Regions from separate parts of the Oryctolagus cuniculus genome. Here region 2 is linked to region 1. The links are chromatin contacts, called in public Micro-C maps. All regions are on one chromosome and are shown on one strand. The core of a region is the stretch at or near the end of the contact, and the rest is flanking DNA. Distances in the headings are between cores, read along the strand shown. Region 1 holds the start of GPATCH8 (G-patch domain containing 8). Region 2 holds the start of LOC138846133 (basic salivary proline-rich protein 2-like).

The links. A called contact is a pair of places that touch in the nucleus more often than the background predicts.
Region 2: a Micro-C map of ear pinna shows a contact between it and region 1, with 3 times the contacts expected there. The contact joins the promoter of LOC138846133 here to the promoter of GPATCH8 in region 1. A contact is called at or near these places in 2 of 6 Hi-C or Micro-C datasets (ear pinna and skin fibroblasts).

What each region holds. Positions count from the first base shown.
Region 1 is chr17:18,806,692-18,809,432 of mOryCun1.1, reverse strand. It overlaps GPATCH8 (G-patch domain containing 8), which reads right to left and starts at 1,418. Exons shown (of 8, transcript XM_008271582.4): 1 at 1,147-1,418. The coding sequence starts at 1,191.
Region 2 is chr17:19,042,271-19,045,011 of mOryCun1.1, reverse strand. It overlaps LOC138846133 (basic salivary proline-rich protein 2-like), which reads left to right and starts at 1,394. Exons shown (of 2, transcript XM_070060897.1): 1 at 1,394-1,405; 2 at 1,844-2,593. The coding sequence starts at 1,394. The coding sequence ends at 2,593. It overlaps UBTF (upstream binding transcription factor), which reads right to left. Exons shown (of 20, transcript XM_070060626.1): 2 at 1,133-1,257. The coding sequence starts at 1,190.

The sequences.
Region 1 (2,741 bases), core at 169-2,668:
AGCCCCCAGGTCCTTCCTGCGGCGAGAAAGTTCTGGCGTCCCGTGCACAGGCCGGCGCAGCGCTGTCACCCAGCTTCGCCTGTCTAGTCACTAACCCAGCCAGCCCAGGGAGTGCAAAGCCCTCTGAAGCACCTCTCGAGTGAGGCCGAGTCGCTGGGAGAGGAGCCGCAGCGCGAGGAAACTTCAGTTCTGAGGTTCATCCCTGACCCCAATCCCGGGGGCCGGGCAGGATATGCGGTAGTAATGCAGTGGCTTCTTGGAGACCGGGAGTCTCAGCGCCCCAGGACTAGCCAATCCCGGCTCCGTCCCAGGCGCCGACAGGAGCACTCGGGCGGTAATGCGGCTCCGCGGCCAGAAGATGAGTTCCTCTAATTTGGCCTCCCCCCAGCCCCCAGTATCGCTCGCCATCGCAAGGACATTTTTCCAGGCCGACGTTTGCACCGGAAGGAAGAAAAATCACGCGTTGGGCACTAGTTAGCCCACGCTTGGCGAGCCCATTCTCATTCCGCTTCTTCGAGCGCGGCTTGGCCGGCGCGATGTGGGGTTTCGCTGACATCGGACCAGGGTCCTTTAAGTTACTGTTTTCCAAGCCCAACGAACAGCCTGATAACAACAGCTCCATGCACACCCAGGGCAAGCGCAGTGTGGGACCAGCCAGCAAGGCGTCTGATAACCAAGGTTCCCTTGTCGCACGTGAGGAATGGGAACAACAGACAACAAAAGGGACTCATCCCTCAGCGTCAGGGAAGCGGGGAGGACCTCGAGAGCCCTCCGAGGTCCCGGCCGCAGCAACGCTCGCCCCCAAGCCCTCCTCAACCCTCCTTTCCCCTGGGAGCATCAGGCCGGGCCGACGCGACCGGGGCACAGGCCCCCGCACAGCGTCCTGGCTGCGGTTCCCACACCCGAAGCCCGGCAGGCCCAAGCCGAGACCCCGGCGGCCCGAGCTCGGTGAGAGATTGCGGGCTGCGAGGAGATGCGGCCTCGCCGCAAGCTCGGAGGCCCCTTGAGAGCAATCGGAGGCCGAACGGCGAGCCGCTTCGCAAGCCGCAGGGCAGCCTGCAAGGCGAGAGGGCCGGGAGCCAGCAGGAAGGAGGTTCCGAGCTCGGCCAGCGCCTTCCCCAGACCGCCGGCGACGCCCGTGTTTACCTGAAAGTCCCGGTCCTCGTTGAAGCGGGAGAAGCGGTCCGCCATTTTGCCGCCTTCACTCCTCTCAGGACGACGCGCTCCGGTTCGCTCCTTCCCTCCGGCGACACCCGCCCCCTCCCTAGCTCCCCGCCTCCTCCCACGCCCACCGGGCGCGCGCAGCCGAGGGAGGGAGCGAGCGGGCGAGAGGGCGCGTCCCGACGCCAGCGCAGGCGCCTTCCAGCCCCGGGGGCGGAACCTTCCCTCAGGTCCCCGGCTCCGCGTACGGACCAGAGCGGCCCACCCCCGCGGCCGCGCGTGCGCACTCGGACCCGGGAGCCACAAGCGCTTCCGGAGGCAAAGGTCACAGGGGCCCTCGAGTCGACGGGCGTGGAGGGTTTCTCTGTACTCGGCGTTCACTTAGTGTTCTTCACCGTTGTGTCCGCATGGACGTAAAAGTTCATTCTTTATTCATCAAGTATCAACCTAAGGTGGTTGAAGAGCAGACTTAAAGACTTAAAGAGCCAGAAGCAGTCTTGGTTCATTCACCCTGAGCTTTACGCAGTTAACGAGACAAGAATGACTTAGATTCTTGGGGAAAGTCAGATAACTAGTAAAATAATGGTTTAAAATATTAACGGATTTAAAAAAAAAGCAAAGAAACTGGCTTCGGTGGTGAGGAACCGCCGTGACCTGAGCCAGGGCCAGCGGCTGGCAGCCCTGGGGCCGAGGGAGCTGTAGACCCAGGGGCTTGTGACTGCACAGAGCTGTATTTTTCCTTTTTCCAGTAATCCGCGGAGAGCAGTTTACTCAGGGGACCGACGCCGTTCTGACTCTACCAAAGCTCCCTGGGCTTCGGTTCCCTTTTTATAAAATAAGGAAATTGAATTTCTAATCTCTACTGCTGCTGCCCAGCGCTGACTTTGTGTGGGACAAGAAATCAGATTTTTTTCATCCTGCTACCTTCCTGAGGACCTCACCCAGCCCTCCTGCACTCTTAGCCAAAGTACATAAAACGCAGAGGAAGGGTGGCAAGACTCAGCCAGAGTTTTTCCAGGAGTTGACAGAAGTCGTGCAATAGAACAATGGCCTGAACCCTAAGTTTTTGAAGGAAGGGTGTGTGTCCTCCACCCCCCTTGTTGCCCTCTTGCCTCGCCTAATCCCCAGCCGAGGCAGAACACAGTGAGGAGACAGACACCCGGAATTCAAACAGTTGTAAAAAGACTGTAGGGTAAATGTAGCAGGTGGACACCGTCCACTTACTTCCTCTCCCTCCCAAAACCCCTTTACAGGGACGGGAAAGGAATGAGAGGGGACAGCATAAACGAGAGAGAGTTGTTGGCCGTGTTCTGGAAGCTGGAGAGCGTGGCTAAGTGGAAGCGGCTTGAACAGAGTGGAGAAGCCTACGTCAGGGAGTGGAGAAGCCAGGAGAGAAGTCAACGCTGAAGTGCGCCAGAAAGGCCCAGGAATGAGAAGCCCCTGGACCAGTGACAATGAGAGTGCGGTTGGGGGCTGACAGCAGCACTGGTTCCAAGGCAGCTTGGGGAGACATTGGATTCTAGATCCCTTTTCCCTCTCAAGGAGCAACTAGAGGTGTTTGCTCTGGAAAGCTGGGGCCA
Region 2 (2,741 bases), core at 145-2,644, 240 kb before region 1:
ATGGCCCAAGTGTTTGGGCCCCAGCCACCCATGGAAGCTCCTGGTGCCTGGACACTGGCTGTTGTGGCCATCTGGGAAGCAAACCAGTGGATGGAAGAGCTCTCTTTCTCTTCCCTTTCTTTCTGTAACCCTGCCTTTCAAATAAATAGTTCTTTAAAATAAAATGTTGCCAAGTTCAAGTCCAAGTTCCAGGTGGATACCCTAAATACACAAGGACTAAGAGGAGGTGTGGGCATGTAGGACAACCTATACAGCCGTCTCTCCAGCACAGATGGAAATCAATACTGGAGGCAAGGCCATTTCACCAGCCCCTGCTTCCTGGCCCCTCAAGGCAGACCAGAGAACTTCTGGCAACTAAGAAACAAGGGATAGAAATGGAAGAACCGTAAGGCAGCTCTGACATAAGGCATGCAGGTGGGCAAAAGCTCCCAGAATTCCAAGCTGTCTTCCTGGCCCAAAGCTTCCAGGAGGCCAGAAAAAAAAAGGGGGGGGGAGTGGGGCAGACGTAGACCAGCAGTTTTCAGCTTGAGAGCGCGCGTCAGGCCTCTCAGGGGTGACAGCCCTGGAAGGTGGGCTGTGACAACACTATCTGAGGCTCTTCGTTTTCATTTGGTAACCTGGGCCAGGCTTCCTGCAGAGCGGGTCACATGGACCCATAATCCTCTCTCCCCTTAACGTCCCACATCACGGCCAGATGCTCAGCTCATCTCAGCCTCCACCAGCCACGATGGGCCGGCTGCTGCACAAGCCAGTGCTCCAACCCCTGTGTGTCTGCACCACTGGGGGCTTCTCTCCACCCGCCTCTTCCAAAACCTCAACTCTCGGTGACAAAAAAATCCAGAAAACCTGCCCAAACCCTCTTGCCCCTATTCCAGGACACTAGGAGGGGACCCCAGCAGGAGGGCAGGCACCAGCGGGGAGCGGAGGCTACGTAACTCGGGAGTTGTAGGTAGCCACCTAACTGGGAGTTACCCAGACCCCCAGCTCCAAGGGTAAACACTCAAGACACCCTCCCCCAGATCAGGGAACAGCAGACGGGAGACAGCCCCTTGGAGAGGGGAGTAAGCCCTGCAGCCAGCCCTGTGGGAAAGACCCTTGTAAGTTACAGGGGGCCGGGGGCAGGAGCCTTTACCTTGGCCTTTGGGGGCGGCCATTTCCAGGTCTGTGGGACAATCGGCTTCTCCGTTCATCCTCCAGCTGTCCGGCCACCTCCTCGATCGTGCAGGCCGGGCCACCCGGGGTCAAAGCCACCTCACCCTTTAGAAGAGACACCAGTCCCCAGTGAGGCAGGCAGGCAGAGAAAGGCGTGCGGGTTTCTCTCCCACCCCCCTCCCTTGGGGAGGGGGGCGCAGGCCCACTCTCTGGGAGCCCCAGCCAAGACCCCAAGAGACTTATGGGTCCGAGGGTGTGGGAGTGCGCTCCTCCTCTCAGCCAAGCCCCCTCCCCCAGCCCCTGCAGCCTGGCTCCGCGGCGTGCGCCCTCCCCTGCCCACGCGAGAGACTGCTCCCAGCTCCCGCGTGCAGCGAGCGCCCGCCCTCCACCCTCCTTCCCCCACCCCGGCCAAAAAAAAAAAAAAATCTCCTCCTCCTCGGTGCGCCCGCCCCGGGGAGGCCCCAGGCTGGAGGGCGGGGGAGGAGGAAGGGCGGGTAAAGGGCGCGCGCGGCCACGGAAGCGGGCACGCGCCCCAGTCTCCTCCTTCCTCCTCCTCCCCCCGGCCGGTTCCCCCCGCCTCCGCAACCCGGCGGGGACCCGGACGCAGCGCAGCCGCCGCCAGCCCCGGAGCGCAGCGGCCGCACCGCCCCCGGGGACCGGATCCGGATTCCCGCCGCTCCCCCCTCCCGAGGTCCCAACGCCGTCTCCGCTCGCCTGGGCGGGCGAGCAGCCGGAGAGAAGCGGCCTAGCCTGCCCCCCGCCCCCGAGCCACCCACCCCGGCCAGACGCGCCGCCACCGCCCAGCCACCCCGACGCGCACGGAGGAGCCCGGCGCAGAGGCGCGACCGCGGCGGGAACCGCCGCCTCCTCCCCCGAGCCTGCGGCCCAGCCCCGCCGGCGCCCCCGCCCCGGCCTCCGGGGAGCCGAGCCAAGGAGAGGGCGGGAGGACGGCGGCCGGGAGGCGGGGGCGCAGCGCTCACCGGCCCCGCCGCCCCCTCCGGCGGCCGGCGAGAACTGCGCCTGCCGGCTGGGAGAAGCGCGGGCTCCTCCGCCCGAGGCCGGGGCTCGGCTCGGGCCTCGCTTCCTGCCTTCCCCTCCCCCGGCGTCCTCCCCAGTGCCCCGGTCTGCTCGCGTCCAGACCCTGCTCGGAGGCCGCCCCGGGTCTGCGCCGGGGTGTCCGCCGCTCCCGCGGGTCTCTCCCTGGCCGCCCCGGCCCCGACCCCCAGCGCGCGCCCTCAGCCGCCTCGGTTACCCGGCGCAGCGCGACCTCCGGGCTTCCCGCTCCGGCGGCTCCCTCCCCGGCTCTGAGCGGCGGCGCCCTCCCCCGCTCGGCCGGGCACAGCCGCAGCTCCCTCCCGCGGCGGCAGCGGCTCCTCCTCCGGGCGCGGTGGCGGCGCTGGGGCGGCGGCTGCTGCTGCTGCTGTGGCGGCGGCGGCTGTAGCTGCTGCCTGCTGCTCCTCGCGGCGAAAAGCACAAAGCACAGCGCCCTCCGCCTGCAGGCAGCCCGCCCGCCGCCCGCCCGCCGGCCCCGGCCTCAGCTCGCACACCCCCCGCCGCCGCCGCAGCCTCCGCCGCCGGAGCGGGGAGGA